Linked DNA regions of Mus musculus: region 1 is linked to region 2. The links are chromatin contacts, called in public Hi-C maps. All regions are on one chromosome and are shown on one strand. Each heading gives the region's core, a stretch centred on a gene start, on an enhancer-like site or on the middle of the called end of the contact. The rest is flanking DNA. Distances are from core to core; before and after follow the strand shown. Region 1 holds the start of 4930488B22Rik (RIKEN cDNA 4930488B22 gene). Region 2 has its middle 10 kb from the start of Gm23349.

What was found. Hi-C and Micro-C count contacts between places; a contact is called where the count stands out from the background.
Region 1: a contact with region 2 is called in a Hi-C map of bone marrow-derived macrophages, with 33 read pairs. The contact joins the promoter of 4930488B22Rik here to the enhancer-like site in region 2. A contact is called at or near these places in 9 of 39 promoter capture datasets (the 3T3-L1 cell line, the HPC-7 cell line, hematopoietic stem and progenitor cells and 5 more), 4 of 484 Hi-C or Micro-C datasets (bone marrow-derived macrophages, brown adipocytes, cortical neurons and 1 more) and 4 of 115 datasets of contacts at active chromatin or transcription factors (bone marrow-derived macrophages, fetal liver, fibro-adipogenic progenitors and 1 more).

What each region holds. Positions count from the first base shown.
Region 1 is chr1:184,711,228-184,714,587 of GRCm38.p6, forward strand. 4930488B22Rik (RIKEN cDNA 4930488B22 gene) reads left to right here and starts at 1,270. Exons shown (of 3, transcript NR_040627.1): 1 at 1,270-2,067; 2 at 2,179-2,291.
Region 2 is chr1:184,588,923-184,592,398 of GRCm38.p6, forward strand. No RefSeq gene overlaps it. Among named protein-coding and RNA genes, the nearest start is that of Gm23349, 10 kb to the left of the region's middle. Within about 2 kb of position 1,914, at least 12 of the 459 cell types and tissues checked have an H3K27ac peak or open chromatin away from gene starts, as enhancers often do. A contact at or near this core is called in the HPC-7 cell line and bone marrow-derived macrophages, where this site is marked.

The sequences.
Region 1 (3,360 bases), core at 20-2,519, 120 kb after region 2:
CAAGGACATAAACCACGGAGTGCCAGCAGCAACCTGAAGCTATAATAAAGCACATTTCTCCCCTTGTGACTTCCAGAAGGATCTACCCCTGTCAACACCATGTCTTCACCCTGAAAAACTCATTTCAGATGTCTGGCATCCAGAATGGTGAGACAATAAAGTGAGGAAGTTTTAAGTCACTAGGTTGATGCTAAATTGGGGTAGTAGCCTAAGAAACAAGCTGATACTCCCTCCCCAGCCTGCTGTGACTTGTGGAAACATCTCTGGGTGGCTTTCACACTTCCAGAAACAGTCCATCGAAAAGTGTCTTCAGAATGACCCGTAGAATCCGTCCCTTTACATCCTGCCAGAATTCCTTCTATTATAGTCTACTTTGTTTGCAAAAATAATAATAATTTGTGATATAATACTTAAATAGTACAATAAAATTTGTTCAAGGAGAAGACAAAAATGGGAGAGTGAGCCCGGAGGTGTGAGCCAGAAATCCCAGCCTTTGGGGATGCAGAGACAAAAACATTTGGAGTTCAAGGTCAACCCTGGCAACAAAGTGAGTTCCAGGCCAGCCTGAGCAGAGTGAGCCTCTGTACCACAAAAACAGAGAGGGGGGTGGGGGGAGGAGAAGAAGGGAGGAAGGAAGCAAACAGGGGAAGATGGGACTGGAGAGGTAGCTCTCTGGTTTAAAAGCAAGCAAGGTTCCTGCTGTGGTCCTAAGCTCAGTTCTCAGCACCCATATCAGCCAGCTCACAACCAGCTGTAACTCCAGTTCCAGGTGACTGGGTGCCCTCTTCTGGCCTCAGTGGGACCGACACAAGGGCACAAAGACACGCGATTGAAAATAAAACAGAGATGGAAGCCTGAAAGGAGGAAAAGGATGGAGAGACGGAAGAAGGGAGGGGATGACAAAGAATGCACAGTTGAAATTGATATCAGCACCCTAAATCCATACCTTACCTCTGGAGTGTTATAATAAATTATTTAAATCCCAGCCGAGGTTTCTACCCCACCTTTGGTTATTGAGTTCCTGGATGAAAAACACACTCACAGCCTTCATAGTTACAAGCCTTAAGCAGCACAATAGCTGAACGGATGGATACCTCACCTCCAAGCTGTTAGAATCCACTTCACTATTGATAACCCTGAGTTATTACTTACTATTTACCATGTTCCATCTGGGCTGCTCTTAACTCTGATTGGGTAGTTCTCATGACCCTTGACCCTTAACCCATTGTGACTTTCCTTCCTCCTCTCCAGTGAGCGCTCCTCTCCCACAAGCCTGGGAATCCTAAACCCTACCTATGTCTCTTCTGCACAGCTATTGACATCTTTATTCACCAATCAGAATTAACTTGGGGACAGGGTCACATGAGCTGTGTGCAGACTCCAGGTCTTGGGGGCCCACACTTAGCATTACAATAGACAGTAAAAGGCGAAACCTCAACACTGGACATTTACAGAGCCATTTACCCAGCCGGTGGGATTATTGTGTTCTCTAACAGCCACAGCAAAGGATGTCAGTGTGTCAGTCGCTTTCCTGTTGTGATAACACACAATGACCAGAAAGTGGGAAGCTAAGAAAAATCACTTCTGTCACTGCAAACAGAGCAGAGAGAGGACTGAGGCCATGATCACTCAATGCCCACCCTCAGTGGCGTGCTTCCTCCTGCATGGCTGCACCACCTAAAGGTTCCATGACTTCCCAAACAGCACATGGAACCACACATTCAAGTACCTGAGCCTGTGAGGACATTTCTCACTCGTCACCACCACTACTACACTATTTCCTAAACTGGTCTGATCATAACAACCCCTTGGATACTCATTAACCATCCACATATCCAGTCCCTACCTCACTGAAGATCTATAAAAGCAAATCTAGTAGAGAGGTAGTTAAATCTGGATTCTAACAAATCCCCAAGAGGGACGTGACCCGCAAGAGGGTCAGAGTTCATCGTGTAAAACGAAGGCATCCTGTCAAGACTGAAATGATGTCATCAACTGTGTGCCTGTCCAGGTGAGATCCACAGCTGTCAACACTCCCCAGTTCGAAGATGGCTTCTTGGTAAACTGGTAAGAAGGGAAATAAAAGAACATACTCGTGCCCTAATTGAAGATAGGTACAGTAATAGATTCCTGAATTTCATCTTCTGTTTCCCTTTTCCTCTTTCCAAATTCACTCAGGGTTTTTTGAGGGAATCTCCGTGGACAGGAAAGGGCAAAGGATCAAGGTCAGCTGATGCAGACAAAAGGAGGGGCCTATGGATTCCATCATTGTCATCCAACATCTTCCTAGGGTAAGAGACCATGTGGATTTTAGCTGGTGTAGTACACACAAGAACAGAGGCTTGGTAGCAGGATGAGTCAGACTTAGTGTAGGGAGATACCGAGAGAAGCATGGATGAAGATCCTCTCAGACAGATCCCTGAGTGCAGCTCCCTTCCCCACCGTCAGCCTTCAGTCCTGGGAGTTAATAACTTTCCTTTAAGGCCTATACCATCTCAAGTTGCACCTAAAGGCAGTACTGCCATTGTATTAATCTTAGATTTTTATTCAATTTTTAATTATGTGTTTGGGGTGGGGGAGAGATATGGGCACAGGTGCATGATGCCCATAGAAACCAAAAGAGGGAGCAAAATCCCTTTGAGTAGGAGTTACAGGCAGCTGTGGACCACACAGGACCCACCTCACTAGCCACGAAGGAAGCCACCGGTCATCTCCAATGCAAGGGTATGTGCAGCGCATGCAGCAGGGAAGGAAGGGGTGAGGCCTGATGACATCGTCGCCTCTCTGGCTGTCCTTTCCCAACTACTCCAGCTGCCCTGAGAGAATGACTTTAATACTTAACTAGGATGGTTAGCTCTTAAGAAGAGATTTCTGGTCCAAAGCCTGGGGTTTGATTCCCATCAATATAAAAATATTAATTATGGGAAAGGTTTTGCCTTGCTTTTCATTCCTTGACAACTTTATTCGAGTGGATTCTGAATTTAGGGTATTTTTCACCTCTATTACCCTCCCCCCTCCCTCTATCCTTCTCCTACTCTCCCTCTTTTCCTTCCTCTCCACCCACTTTCTCTCAAGCCCTTCTTCTTCCCAAAAGCTCCCTCTATTTTGATGTGTCCCCCTCCCCGCCCCATGGTGACATGGATAAGAATGAGTAGTTCATATCCAGTGGGGGAACACACCAGTGGCTACATTACTGAAGGAAACTACCTCCCCTTCTCCTGCAGCCATTAGCCACCCGCAGTCCCCCTGTTAGAGGTGGGGTCTCGGGAGCCTCTTGTGGCAAGATTTTTAATAGTAGAGAATTCCAGCTTCACCAAATAAAAATGTCCTGAATATTGTTATATAGTAACGTGACTCCCT
Region 2 (3,476 bases), core at 664-3,163:
AATGTATAGACTCTCTGTGCTACCATTTTATATATAAGAGAGTCATGATCCAGGAGGGCTAGGTAAATCACACACAGTATTAAGGTGAAGCTGGCTTGATAGAATCAAGCAGTGGATAAATTTCCAAGTGAAGTAGGAGAGTAAAACTAAAGCCTGTGGCTGGGCCACTCAATCATACATCCACCAACTTTTAAGCACATACTGCCTGTCAGGCACGACAGATACAATGAGCCCCTACACCACACGCTGGTGGGCAGATGCAGAGAACAAACAAACCTCCAGACAAAGAAGGAAAATATCAAATGGTGATAAGCCTCAGAAGGATGAGTTAAGGAAGGAAGGTGTGGGAGACTCAAAGCCTAGTTCCCGTCAGGGAAAAGGATCCAGGAAAGAACATGATCATGAGGCTGAAATGCACTCTGATGGACACTGTAGCTTGTAAGGCTGGTGGGAAAGCACTGGGGTCCAGGGAGAACTACTAATGAAGGAAATGAGCTTTGACTGAAAGGAGCTTGGTGGACAAGGACACTCTGGAAGGGCACACATCCTGTGAGGTATGTTGAACCAAAACAGGAAGTCGAAAGTTTGTTCCAAAGTCAGCAAACATCATCTAGAAACATCTATTCAGGAAGGCTGTCACCTGGTCCTCTGCCTCTTTAAAATGGAACCAAGCCCTTCAGAGCTTGATTTGCAGTCGAAATGGAACAACACATGCAGTGTCTGTCTCAAGGCTCCCCAGTGTCCCCCGGTAGTAGCTCATGGTAGTATCGGTACTGACACTGCTGCTTGCAGCGGATGCCACTCTTGTGAACACAGGGTGAGAAAACCAGAAGAGATCTTCATGTCTCTCTTCACAGGATAGAGAATCAGATGAGTTGGTCTCAAGGACAGTTTCATCTCTGAAAGGACTCAGGGATTCGCTGAAATAAGCAATTCCACACTCAAGTCTGTAGGAAAGATGTATAGAATATGTGTAAACATGCCCTGGATATTTTTTTAAGACTGTGAGTTTTGTCTAGTCAGTCTTGGTTTCTTTAAGCTTCTCCTCTAACCTAAGAGATAACCATTGCTGCAGATAACCTTGTACACCCACAAGCATCCACTAAGTGACTGCCTTTATCATGTCTATATCACACCTGAGAGAGGTGAAGCTGGCAGTTTCTAAATCTGAGCTTAAGAAAGTCTTGTTTATTAAGTTTATATTTTTGTTTTTGTTTTTGTTTTTTCCTATCTATCCTCTAAAACTTTCCCCAGTGTGACAGATTTTTAATTAATATTTATTTATTTACATCCCAAATGCTGTTTCCTCTCCCAGCCCCCCTCCCAGAATGCCTCCCCCATCATTCTCCTCTTCTCCTCTGAGAGGGAGCCCTTCTCCCAGTATCCCCCCCAATCCTGGTGCATCAAGACTGCCAGATTAGGCTCATCAGTCTGACATATTTTAAATACACTTTTTTCCTTTTCAAGAAGACAGTATCTGGCTGCTGAGTTCTCTACTTATAACACCCAGGCAAGTTTAATGGTTTCTTAAGGTAGTTCCTGGTACTTACATATACCATTCAGTGCTACAAATGCCTGAAACCAAGGATCAGGAGGCAGAGGTGACACGATTTCCCTTGCCTTAGTCTCAAATATCATCCCACATCCTAGTGAGCTCCCCTAAGTCATCATTCCACCCTCAGCAAAGAGCCTTTGACCTTGCTGCAACCACCTCATCCCAGAGACTGCTCCAAGCAACCCAAGACTCAGCTACAAGGTACTTTGACTCAGCACCCCAGCCAGTCTCAAAGGAGCTCATTTTAATATCATACCCAGATTTATTACTCCGAGAAATGAGCATTTCCTCCTTCCACGGGAAGCCCAGGCGTGCCCAGGAGACTCATCCACAGAGCAATGAGAAGCAGTGTTAGAGGAAGTCATCTTGCAGAGTCCCCAGAGGAGCTCAGCCTCCCCCACTGCTGTCTTCTCAGGAAAGCATGTGTAGCCGGAGGAAATGAAAAGGCTACACAAGCTTTCTTGGGAATTTCATCACAGGGAAGTTTGCTAACGATTTCAAAAAATATTTTCCACGAGAAATGAATGGAACCACGGGTCATTTCCCAATTGTGTGTTTGACCATCTAGGTCAAGCTTTAATGAGCCTCTGGGCCTTATAGCCTCTCACCACAGTGCAAGTTTCCAAGGGCATAGGTTGAAGTGTTTGCAGACATGCCTATGACCATGAAGAGGCAAGAATACTGGCTTTGTAGAAGGTTTGCCTGGAGAATATCTGCCAAACAGCTGGGCAGGTTAGTTGGTGGTTTTGTTTATTTGTTTTCTTGTGGTGATTTGAGACAGAGACTCAGTATGTACCCCAGGCTGGCCCCAAACTTACAGTCTGCTGTTACAGTTGCCCTTCACCATGCAATACACAGTCAGTGTTTATTCTTGGGAAGCCTGTTCTGCACAGGGGTAGGCTGACCACCTGCTGATCATTTGGTCTTTGACAACTTGTTTAACCTCTCTGAGAAATAATAATAATAATAATAATAATAATAATAATAATAATAATAATATCAACCTTGTGTGCTATTTCAAGGATTAGAGAGGTCACAGGATCACACTTTGTATAATATTAGACCTGTGTGCTATTTTTTACTCATTCATTCCACTGATGTTTATTTTAGAACTCACTGTTCAGTTCCCAGTGCTGATGTAGGTGATGGAAGTATACTATACAATATACAAAACATTAAACAAAATCAGATTAAACCAATGTTTAAAAAAAATACATGTTTAGCTTCCCACATTGAAGCTCATACTCTTGGGGAAAGGACCGCACAGGTGGTTTCTTAAACATGATGATTATGCAAATCAGACGGTAGGGTTCATACGCCAATCCAATGGCAGGGTTCAAAGTGTTTGTGCTGTTGGAAATCAATACAGTAAAATAAAAGGGTATAGGGGTACCTTTATATAGGTTATAATGTGAAATAGGCCAGTCAAGGTGGGATTCACTGAAAGGTGACGTCTGAACAAGATATGGGGAAGATAAGGATGTGAGTTCATTAGACAACTCAGTACAGAGGCAGAAGTCAGGAGGAAGGCGGGACCTGTCTGACACGCTTAGACTCAGGAAGGCCTGATGGTACTGAAGAGTTGGAAAGGATGCCATGGAACAAAAGAAAGAGGGACACAGACTGATCCCTTAAGATGGAAGGACGTTGGCTTGATCTCTGAGGCAGATGGTGCTGTAGTAGGAATTACTGGGTGCCCCCAGGACTCACATGTTTGAAATCCTCCCCTTCAAGGTTCTAGCATTAAGAGATGGGGCCATTGAGAAGTGACAAGATCATGAAGACCAAGGACATGTATCCTTATAAAATTAAAATGTATTAAATCATCCCCTTTTACCATCTGGGAACACAAGTAAAAGATGCCATCTACATGGTACAGACACTCCCCAGTCACAGCTTCCACCAGCACCCTCATCTCTAT